2 separate regions of the Zea mays genome follow, and region 2 is linked to region 1. Evidence: chromatin contacts called from public Hi-C data. All regions are on one chromosome and are shown on one strand. The core of a region is the stretch at or near the end of the contact, and the rest is flanking DNA. Distances in the headings are between cores, read along the strand shown.

Evidence for each region. A called contact is a pair of places that touch in the nucleus more often than the background predicts.
Region 2: a Hi-C map of ear shows a contact between it and region 1, with 2.1 times the contacts expected there. The contact joins the promoter of LOC100194099 here to the promoter of LOC100192007 in region 1. A contact is called at or near these places in 2 of 25 Hi-C or Micro-C datasets (ear and tassel).

The regions. Positions count from the first base shown.
Region 1 is chr10:146,666,959-146,672,702 of Zm-B73-REFERENCE-NAM-5.0, reverse strand. It overlaps LOC100192007, which reads right to left and starts at 4,023. Exons shown (of 10, transcript NM_001351639.1): 1 at 3,847-4,023; 2 at 3,052-3,150; 3 at 490-706; 4 at 306-380; 5 at 137-196; 6 at 1-44. The coding sequence starts at 3,104.
Region 2 is chr10:146,903,986-146,910,388 of Zm-B73-REFERENCE-NAM-5.0, reverse strand. It overlaps LOC100194099 (putative DNA-directed RNA polymerase subunit family protein), which reads right to left and starts at 3,682. Exons shown (of 3, transcript NM_001139153.1): 1 at 3,315-3,682; 2 at 892-1,507; 3 at 1-321. The coding sequence starts at 1,482. The coding sequence ends at 109. LOC100384606 reads right to left here. Exons shown (of 7, transcript NM_001177107.1): 6 at 6,138-6,342; 7 at 5,313-5,603. The coding sequence ends at 5,508. It also overlaps the pseudogene LOC103642110.

The DNA of each region.
Region 1 (5,744 bases), core at 2,774-5,273:
TGCGACAGCTTCATGCGGCTTGTCTCTAGCTGCTGGATGTAGGCCTGTTGAACAAGGTAACAGAATTGTAACACCACAAACATGATTGTAATTTGTAACACTAACACCACAAGAATGGTGAAGATCTTGTGTCCACCTTCTTCCGCAGGCGACTCTTCCGAGCAGCCTCTCTGTTCTGCGCGAGCCTTCTCTGGGCCTAATGAGGCAAATCATTTTAGATTTATACGTTCTGAAAACATGTTGTGACAGTCGAGAGGACAAAAGCGAAGGAAAAAAACAAGTGCGAGATGCTTAAAACTCCGCACCCTCTCTGGCGGCCTACTGGTTTCCTGCTCCGTACTTCTTGCCGGCTCAAGTGCTACCTGTGCGTCGTCTTCTAACTGCAGCGACATCATGGGCGGGCGCGGTGATGACGTAGATCAGAGGACAACATATATATATATGCAAGAAAGAAAAGAAGAAGGAGGAGGAGGAACGACGAGCACTAACCCTTGTCTCCTCCAGCTTGGTGTTGACGGTGGACGCGCTGGTGGCGTGGGCGCTGCCGCTGTCGACCCTGAACGGCTCGCTGCTCCACATGCCCATCACGGGCGGGGGCGGCGCCGGCGCCGGCCTCCCGTACCCCATCCTGAGGGGCGCCGCCGCGAACTGCGCCGGCGACGCCGACGCCATGTACTCCGGCGGCGAGACGGCGCTGCCGGCGATGCTGGCCGAGGCAAGGCGGCAGAGTCAAGAGCCGGCGGCGTGAGTAAACGACAGACGGGTCGACGGAGCAGCTAGCCTCGCGGGATGGAATCGGCGCGAGGACGGGAAGGCAAATAATGCGCTGCGCTAGCCGCTAGCTCTCTCCGAAATGGCAAGTGCGGGCGGCCCAAAAGGAAAGGCGGCCCCGGCGAGCGAGCACTTTGGGCAAAGCGGAGGGAGGCTGACAGATGATTGGCATGGCGATGGGTGGCGGTGGCGCGCTGAGAGGACGTACGTTACGTGACGCCGCGCACTAGACGAAAATCAATCCTACCCTACCGTCCACGGTCCACGGCCGGGCCCGGGCGCGCCTCCATCGTCGTCGTCTCGTCGCCTTTCCCTACCGGCTACCGGGATGCGAGAACCTCTGTGCTGCCAACGGGGCGCATCTGATCTGCCGCACCCGCACGCATTGGCGGCTCAGGATACGAGACAACAGAATCGTCAGTGTGGCCGGACGGATGCCGTCGCCCGCCAATCGCCTTCGCGCTCGACCTCGAGTGGATCCTGGAATCCGGCTCTTGTAGCGTGGAGCCAGCCGGTGGGTTTCGTCGCTTTTTTCTTCCGGAAGGAGAGGCAGCGCAGCGCAGCGGCCAGTGGCATGGGGGAACTGGAGATGGAGAGCAGCGGCGCGTACCGAAACGAAAGAGTCCCCGACCGCACACACGACTACACGAGGACGAGCTACGACGGCGACGTACGTCTTGGTGCGTGGCAGGTTGAGCAGCAGCGAGTCAGCGACACGTACGTTCGTGCACAGGGTAAGTTCGCCGTGTGCCGATCTACTCGATCGGCAGCTTTGATAGCTAGCCGGCCGCACCACGTGCAATTTTTTAATTGATCTACCAAATAATTATGTTACATGAATTAATTGATTTGGGCCTCTATTTGTAATCTCGCCGTGGGCCCTGAAAATTTAGGAACGGACCTGTTAATCGATAGCTCTCTTGCTCGGTTCATTTGGAGATGGGGCGGAGGAATTGGAGAGGAATTGTAGGACATTGAGAATTTCTCCCTTAATTTTTTCAGAGCTGATTTAGTGACCCGGGATCACGGGAAGATTGGAGAGGATTAAGGGGGAAATTAGTTCATTTCCCCCTCAATCTCCTCCAATCCTCCTGTGATCCCCTTTCTGTAAATCAATTCTCGTTCCTCCCGTGATCACTAATCACCAAATCAGTTCAAAGAAAACTCCACAAGCAGGTGTGAGGCCGGCGCATGGCCATGCACCCATGCATGAACGGCTGCACGCTGATCCTTCGATATATATCCCTACGCGCGCGCATGCTAAGCTTGTGCGTGTTGGTGGTTCTCAGGCCATAATAGAACAGCGTTTCTAGCGTGGACCGTTTCCATGGGGCGTCAATTATTGCGTGCAATGGAAGTGCAGTGCACTGCAGATGCTTGCGCTCTGTCCTGCACGACAGACAGGGAGCAGGGCAGAGAAGCTTCATCAGCCATCTCACGTACACGTAGTGTGGCCAAAAGGGTTCGGATTGGGACTTAAGGTGCCCCTCAATTATTGGGAAGGCCACTTGGCTTTTGGGGCAAAAGAAAGTTAGGTTGGTCTCTGCTCTACAAGGCAAGGCAAGGCAAAAGCAGTGGTCGCCGGCCTTCATCATCTCATTCATCTGTGCTGTACCCGGTACCCCACCATCCAACCTATCTGGAACACGAGTCATATAACCAGATTTTTGCACATTGCCATGCACATGCTCATGCTGAACACAATGAAAGAAAAAAAAAAGAAAAGGAAAGGAAAGGAAATAACTACAACTGCAACTGCAAGTTGTACGTAGTATGTGCATACTCTGACGGCTGACGTGCATACTCTGACGGCTGACGTGCGCTATATCCAGGAACGTCGTCAGCCATGTGTCTTGCAAAAAAACTCGGTGGGCTAAAAAGCAAGGAAAAGCTAGCTAGGCGTAGAACAAACAAAGCCTACCCTGCTGCTTTTGGAGAGGCTTATTAATTAGCACAAAGTGGTGTATTCCTGGACGACGGGTTGTTTTTATTTTTAGCCAGCAAGCATGCATGATCTCCGCTCGCTGGATGCACTAGTCCCACTTGCACCGCTAAACATTCAGTTATTGCATCGTGATGTGCCACCCGCAGCCGCAGGTAAGGAAATCCAACGCAAATCGCACTACTAGTGGCGCGCCTGTTCGCTTGACTGATTGGACATAGCCATCAGCACATTGCCATTTTTTTTTCTTCTTCTTCTATGCGTCAGATGGACAAAGAAAAAACATTCGGACGGAACAGGGGGCGTTAGATCAGAGACAGAGAGGAGGAAGCACTCACCTTAGCTTGTGGGGGTTGAAATGGTCGTCAAGGTATCCGGAGTAGAGCTCCATCGTAGCGCGCTCGAAATAAAAAATGGTCTCCCTGCTTAAAGCATGTCTGCCAAGCAGAAAAAGAGTAGTTCGTTTACTACCAAAACAAGATCACTTAGTAGCTGAATGGTTCGCGCGAATCTCAAGGTTCAGCATCTAGCCTTATGCTGCTTAGTGCTGAATGAACATATATGGAAGAAGATATGGTCCTAGAAAAAGATACTCCTAACGAAGATATGTTTCGTTTGAAAATACAGATGTTTTTGCTTCCCTTAAAAGCAGAGCAACATCTCAGTTCAAAAGAACAATGATTGGTTATTCGTTTTGTATCCTTGCAGAGATTTGGCAGTCGTTCAGAGTAAGAAGGCAGCAACAAATTGGGCATGCATGACTGACTAAAGTTCAAAATAGTCATGAACCATAGCTAGAAGAACATGGACACGGACACGGACACGGACACTGGGAAGCTAACATGTGTCGTTAGACCCGGAAAACCATGCCTGCTTCTTGCTTTTTCAACCTAGCAGGAACGAAGAGACAAACAAAGCCATATTTGTCAAAGCTCTAGTGCTGACGCCTTCCTTGCCAATCTCTACCGACACAGCAGCTAGCATTAACTCTTATTATGCACATGAAGAGAAGCCAAAGAACATAATTCTCACTTGCTCCTTACGTGCTACTACTAAAGATCAACACACGCACACACTGATGAACAAGCAAAAACCACCGAGCAAGCTAATCAAGTATGAAACTTAATTAGTACCTGGCTGAAGTGTTGTTCTTCCTCAAACCAAGGATAATTAACTTGAGGGTGCCAAATCGCCAAGCACAAGGTTTCTACTCACAGATGTGTGTGCAGCTCCAAAGGACGACGACACTACCGGTTGGCTGGAGGAAGTGGTGCAGGGTTATATAAGGAGCCAAGCCAGTAGCCAGCAGCTGCCTCCCCCTCCAAAAGGAGGAGCCAAGTATGTAAAGCGCTTTAAGTATCTAATATTATCACCGGGGCCTCATTGCACTACTAATTATTCTTTACGCAAACTAGTTGGATAGGTGCCCAAGTTGCTTGCACACAGGAAATACATATACGCATCCTCAACCATGCATATCACCTAACAATCGAGAGAGCCTGAAAAGTATTCACGTGATCCTGACACAGGAAAGATGGTAACTTTCGTGTTACTCGGAGAGATCGACACATTATTAGGTGCCCAATAATCTCAGCTAACACGACAGATTAAGCAGCGGTCTGGAAAGGCACGGTTCCGAGTAGTTTCCACGTTACATTGTGCTGCAACTCCCACCATGCGAGAAGCTGGTTAGATAGATAGCATTTACTGTCAGAAAGGTGCATGCAAGAAGACTGATGAGGAAGTTTTGGTGCAAAAGGGAACTTCTTTTTGCCACAACAACACTCCTAAATGGTTCCTCGCATCTGTGAGCTTGTTACTCGCAGATACAGATGGACTATGTACAGTTGAATGGTTTATTGAAGGAGTACAATGGAATGGAGGACCACACGTACGCCAGTAGGTTCACATGAATTTATAAACCGAGCTCCATCATGACTTGCCTCAGTTGCTATAGTTGCCTTTGGAACCTTACGAAGAAGTAACACAAGGATTTAAGTAATGTTTGTTTGTCGTTGTGATGAGATGACCCTATAATGGGGGTCCCGTCAGATTCCGTGATGCAAGTAAGGGACATCCATCACTAGATTCACAAGTTGGTGCATGGTGGAACTTCCCATTTCTGGGGTATCCCTCCCTCCCTGATCACTAGACCTCCTTCCTCAACCTTCCCAAAAAGAAGCCTCCTTTACATCTTTTTTTTTGTGGTACCTGTCTCCAATTCCTCAGCGGTTTCTGCAGTGGCGGTGGTGTCTAGCTTTTTTCTTCCCGCCCCTAACCGGACGATGTCGATACTTAACAGTCTTGTTGAGAAGAACACATCATGTTGATCAGTCAACTAATCTAATTGTACAGTAAAAAACACCTATCTTGGTAACGACAAACTGTATCCAAACACAGCATCATTCAGTTGAAAAACTAGCTAGAAACAAGCGCGCGAACCTTAAGAGTTCTATTTGATTCTGTAATACTATATTGTCGTCTACTAGTTAGCGAGCCTTATAAGCCGTCCCGCGCTATTCGCAATCATTGCCCATATCTTTCCAAAAGCAAGGAGGAAATTGTGTACTGCATGATAATCTGATCCAAAGGAGAAGAAGAAAAAAAAGCAAAACGAAACCAAAAAAAAAACGAAGAGGAATATATTACGCCTAGTGGGACTGGGAGGGCGCGCGCGCGGGCACCTACTCTTTCGTGAATTGCGTAACGCTGCTGCTGGTGCGCGACGACGAAGAGTTCCTCCCCCCCACCTTTGCCAAAAAGGCGCAATAAAAAGAAGAGGAGCCTTTCGACGGGCGACCTAAAGAAGATGAAGAGGAGGAGGAGGAAGAGATAAGATAAAGCACTACGAGGGAGGGGAGGCAATTAGTAGTATAATAATAATTAGGCGGCCGCAATGATGAATCAAGTCGTGCTAATATATGGAAACCGCTGAACCTTAATGCAAAGGGGCCCGGGTCTGCTTTGCTTTGCTGATGCCAGCATTATTGAAGTTGAAGCTGTTCTTCATGCGTGTCTACATCAGCTGGGT
Region 2 (6,403 bases), core at 2,433-4,932, 240 kb before region 1:
GTACATGTTTTCTGAATGGGTTCTAAGAAAGCTATAGTCCCATGCCAGCAACAAAAGGACACTTGAAAGTTCCTACATACTAATACATTAACAACAGAGAACACAGAGTTATACCTTCTCCATTCCCTTGACCAAAAAGTATCCACCTGCATCAAACAGGCACTCACTTTCCTTAAGACTATGCAACAAACATAAGTTTGATTTCACCATAACTGGAAGGAGGCCAATAAATATCCAGTGAGTTTCATTCATGAAGTTCCTTTTTTGAACAAAACCATCATTCCCTGTTTTAGATTTGTCACTTTTCTCCAAAGAATAAACCTGGTACAATGAAAAATAACCCACAGATAATCAGGTGACCATAAAACCTAAACAATTGTGAGTTCAATTATGACACCAAAACAAGTACCAGGGTGGCTTCATGTCGAGCTTCATCATACATAAGGAATAAGTAAATGTAATAGGCTCTTCAAATAGAATTCAGCAAATGGAGAAAACAAGAATAACTATAGTGCTGATGACTGATGGGATGTCCTCAAAACACCAATCACACATCCAATCCTAGGCTGCTTTATTTAATATTCAATCATTTAGAACTATGCTATACTGATTAGTGTGCCAGGGAAATTCAAGCAAATGACATGCAGGCATGTCAATATTGCTCAGTAGCCAAGGCATTGGTTTGTGTGTTTGGCTTATAAGAGAAGGACTGAATTTTGTGTTGCCTACAATAGATAGTATGGGTTCATGCCATTCATATCCAAGCATTTTTGTAACTTTTCTTTCCTCACCACTGATTTTATAGTTCACCCAAGTGGCACTTTTTTTTGGAAAACATTGTATTATAAAGAGCAAGTAATGGACATGTAAAAGAATGAAAATACTCAGGACCTGAATAGTCACTTCTACTCTAAGTCTTGAAGCATATGTCATATTCTGGAGACGAGCATGCCAAGGTTTAAAATCAACAGAAACCTCATCTTTGCCAGTCCAAAACACAGGCTTTTCAAGCTTCACTCTCCCAAACTTGATGATTGCATGCTTCCAGCTACCTGATCCTTTCTTTGAAGGATCATAGCCAGGTTCAACAATCACTTCACCCAGCGAATCAAAAAGCTCCTGGAGCCCATGCGAGACAAACTCATTGTAGGAATTTATCTGATGGCTAATCAGACCAACTTCATCAAAGAAGGACCTCGACGCTTCTTTGCAAAACTTCTCTAGGCTTTCCACACTCATGTTGATTGGAGGATTGGAAAATGGCTCAGAAGAAGACTTTCCATTAACATCATCGTTGAGAGATGATTTTCCCTTAATATCAACATCCATAGATGGCTGGCCTTCATCAGTGTCTATAGGAGAATCCCTGTTTCCCTCGATGCTATGGGATTTTCCTGCTCCATTGTCATCCAATTCCATAGCTTCTGGCTCAGAATCAGAGCTATTTGATGGTAGCGCACTGTCTTTCTGTAGCTCTTCCATGACACAAGCACTGGCAGCTTATACCCTAGCAAGTATCACAAAATCACCAAATTAATCAATTAGAAACTAATCGTATCAACAAAAATTATACCATACAGAGTGGGCTGTTAAGATCATGAAACCAAAACCACTAACGCATTAATGATCTATAAAAAATACGGTCATGAAGGGCAAGGGGAGTTAGGATGGTGTTAAATCATTTATAAAGGTCAGGGTATACAGTATACACCGAGTTGCATAAAAACCAAGGAGCAAGTGACAGCACATATCAGAAAAACCGAAGCAGAAAACAATGATATATAAACATCAATCTATCACTTATCAACAACCTGGCTCATCGTCAATTGATGGTGAACTGAAGAAACTGGACAATTGCCACACATAAAATGTTAGAACAGAGCATGTCACAACAGAGAAACCCCATCAATACTGCCGGATGTTTTTTTTAACAGTAAGTCAGTGCCGACTAAAGAGTAATCAAAAGACACCAGGGGATGAAATTGACATAGGGGGGCACAGGGATTCAGCTGAACTCAGGAAAATCATGGAAAATAAACTGCATTCGTCCTTCGTAGGATCTCAGATGCCGACCAATGTGAGTGTTAGGGATGTAATCGGATCGAATACAGACCGATATCACCAAAACCATGTTTGTTTTCATATTTCTATTCGGATTCAAATTCGAATACGGGTAGCTTCGGATACGAATACAGATGTTCTCGAATACAAATACGGATAGTTGCATGTCGAATACGGAACTAGTCGGACACAGATATCATCGTTAATAATTTTTTTATCGGATACCATGTAAGACATCATTACACATATATTATGGTTGTAATCATTTATCCACTCTGAGTCTAAACAGTTTTTAGCATTATGTGTGTACATATGCCACTACTTCGTAAATTTTCATGAATTTTATTTAGAGTGATTTCTCGTGTAACTTACGCAACAAGTGAAAATGAAATGAAATAGACACTGATATATTGTGGATGTTATGGTCCAAATATTTTTTAAGATTATATGTGGACATATGTTATGTCTCCATAAAATTTCATGAATTTCCGATGATATTTGTGTATTCTTAATTTCTTTCTGCAAAATATCAATAAAATGTACACAACTATCTGGTAAGATATCCGGATATCCGAGAAGATATCCGGATATTCGATATCCGACGGATATCAAACATATTGTATTCGAATCCGATATCCGAACATAATATCTGTACATGTATCCGTTATCTGCAAAAAAAAAGTCCGAATATCCGAAAATTCTATCCGAATCAATGTTCGGCATCTTTGAATCCGTCGAACTTCCAAACCAAATTACATTCCCTAGTGACTAGTGAGTGTTGCCCGCTGAAGAACGACAAAAATGGAAGCTAGCGCTAAGAGCAGTGGTATCCTTGCATATACCAGCAAATGGGTCCCCCATCCGCGCGCATTTTCTTCTATTTCTTTATTCATATAGAACTTTCTTGTCATTTCTTGTTTTTTGTCTCATATAATCAAGGAAGGGGTATAAACTAAAATCCAGTCAAATTTCACCTATAAAAGAAAGACTACTATTCCTTAGTAATGTATAGGAAGAAGGGGTCATCTTTTTTAGGGATAGGAAAATCTCGTGTGTGTGTATATATATATATATATATATATATATATATATATATATATATATATATATATATATATATATATATAATATTCATTTTGTTTTTTTAGTTAGGAATTTCGCCTAAACAAAAGAAATACAAAGGATCTGGCAAGAGTATCTGATCAACCCCACTCTCACAGACGGCGGACGAGCGGCGGGTGGTGGATCCGAACCTGGCGGGTGAAGGGGAAGCTGCGGCAGGCCGGGGTCGGCGGGCGAAGGCGGACAGCTGGCGGTGCAGCGCGTCTCCGGCGACCGGCGGCAATGAGCGGTAGTGGGAGGCGGTTCGTAGAATGTGTCGGAGACTGAGAGTGAGGGACGGAGAGTTCGGGCGTTGTAGCGCTGCGGGATGATCACCTCGAGACGGGGACGGGGGTTTAATGGGCAACCGGCGGCGTCGACGATGCCCGGTGGTTCTAACAGGCGGAGGCGGGCCAGCGGTCAAGCAATGCTCTGCGGGTCCCGGTCTCAGTGACGAGCGGGTCCTGTCCGCCGAGACAGATACGGCTTTTCATGGTGAGTACCTTAGCGGGGATCAAGGAGGGCAAGGGCATCATGTGATCTTCTGTGCGAGATCACGGTTTATCACAGCACAGGTTTGGATAGACGGCCCAACCAACGGCAACGAGAAAAGCTGAAATCGAATGACAACACATATAACAACAATAATTGAAAAATCATGCATATGTTACATCGCATGCAGAATAGCCTCAGTTCTTTTCTTTGTCACACGCTTCTCGTTTCAGGCTTTTGAAACATTAGAACTGCTTCCCAGGTTGCCTCCAACTCCAAGCATGGACAAGAGCCCTCCACCGTGCAGCCTTCACTCCGGATCTCTGGCTCCGGCTCGCTCCGTCATCCGGGCCGTTGCCTTCTAGACCACACGAAGGGGAGGACGTCTTCAATGAGCCAGGGACCAGCGCCTGATGTGGTATCAAGAGATGGTGCTTCCCTGCGCCCCCTTACCGCAGTTCGGGTGCTGGCACCGGCGGCCACCTCCGTGTGAGATGCACAGCCCAGAATGACCTTCAGCACCGCGAGTGCAACCCTCGATCCTCCACCTTTTCCCTTCACCGTGTTTTAGGCAGAATCCGGATTTCCCCCTTGCCGCACTCGAGCATTCCTTGATCCCACACCAGCGCCCACCACCATGAGCGATACAGAACTCTGTCTTCCCTGCCACGCTTTTGGTGCAGCCTAACTCTTGGCATCGTCTCCCTCCTCCATGAGCCTTGCAGAATGTTGTCCGACTCTCAGCACCTTTGTTGCAACCTCTGCCCACCGCCATGAGAAATGCAAACTCCTGATGCACCCCTTGCACCTTTCCAACACCCGTTAAACCTGCATTTCTTTGGATGACGCTAATGACTCCTCTGCTCACTACTTGTGCCAGAAGTTGCAGCAAACGAACAGTCAGCTGTAATGGATACCTCGTGATGATTTAGAGATCTATCATGATCGCTTTCAGTACCACATCCAGTTCCCTCATGCTGTTGGCCATCAGTGTCTGGAGATGTTCTATTAAAACAAAAGTCTCCTGATCTTGGCACGAACAGAAGTGGCAGCACCTTGTTTCCTTGTTGCTGAAGTTGAACCCTCATCAATGAGCGGAAAGATGATACCAGTCTTTCTTACAGGTGAATAATTCTTCCTACCACTCGTTGTTGCAGATTGTAAATTTCTCGAGCTGCATCTTGAAAGGCCCAACATTAAACCAGGTTCAGCTGTGGCACAATATTGAGTGAGCAAACTAGAAGATTCATAAGTTTCGTTTCCACCAAATGAGTAACTATCGGCAGAATAAAGATTTGGTGTTGGCCCAAGTCCAAGGACCAGCCTGCAGCTATCATCAGAATAGGCCAAACTTTGTGGTTTCCTACATATGGACTGCGGTATGGTTTTATCATTCAGCATGTGTACTTTAATCCAGAATAGCACTACTTTAGAGAGACAGAAAAGTACTACATTCTTTTCTTTTTAAGTGAAAAAAAAAAGAGATAGGTTTCTAGGCATGGACAGCATGGATTGGTGGGTTTACAGGCTGACGCAGGAACATAATACATACCGGATCATATCCCTTGATGCTCAAGCGTAACATGGCCACCCTTGATTGGAGTTGACAATCCAGGCACCTAGAAAAAAATGATTTTGCAGCGGAAAACAACAGCCACAAAGAAAAAAAAATCTTACTAGTCTGATATGATACTGTGTGAAGTATGACAGTTCTGCAGTATACCAGGGCACAATAACAAAACACACTTCAAAATTTCAGATAGCTTTACAACTCTAACCATTGGAGAACAAAAAAAAACTGCATATTACATGTTCAAATCGGGAATAGTTTCTCAACCAGCACTGGTTAGATCCTAAAGGACTTCATCCTCCTGAATCAGGATCTCCTCCTCCGCTGCTCCCCAACAACAGCTCTGGGGCTTTCCACCGCATGAGGACGGGCAGCAGCTCTGCAGTAAATTGATACAGGCTAAGGAATAGTGCAGAGAGGAGAACTGTAAACAAAAGAACACAATGAACAATGTCTGGTTTCACCCCGGTACCAGGAAGAAGAAATATTAAACAATGACAACTACGTGCATGTAGCAGCCCACTGAGCTTTCAAGATTGCCGTGACAAGGATAACTAACAAAGTTCCCAAGGGACAAGATGGAATCTGGCGAAACCCACAGACCAGAAATTTGTTTGTCTAAGAAAATAGTGCCATTGGAAGTCTACTTTGTAGACTGGATTAAATCCTGGTAGATGTTTCAGACAACCTAGCATCCTTGTCTGCTAGGAATTCTGAAGTACATTGAGAACATCAAGGACGCAGAAATCTCTTCACCAAACAAAGCTCAAGTGATGCTTTGATGGTATACTGTTCTTCATGGTGTACTTTGTAGATCAAATGGTTTTTCAAATGAACTACTATCCAGGAATAATGTTTCGGGCACTCGGAATTTCTTACACTACCGTATCAGGAAATTGAAGAAAAGACATACCTTGGGGCAGGTGTATATTATAACAGTCAGCCAAGTCCAGCTGCTGGGTGCATAATTTGAGGAACCGTCTCCAGCTTCATGGAGAAAGTATGATAAAGGAGACATCAATTGCAGTTCATACTGGCGTGGTGAACCACACAGCCTACAGGTGCCAGGATCTTGTAATTTTGTTGTAGCCAACAGTGGCTTGCCACCATAAGAATACCTAAAGAAATATTGCAAGCCAAAATTTAATTCAGGCTGTGCAAACCAAAAGGGACAAGAAA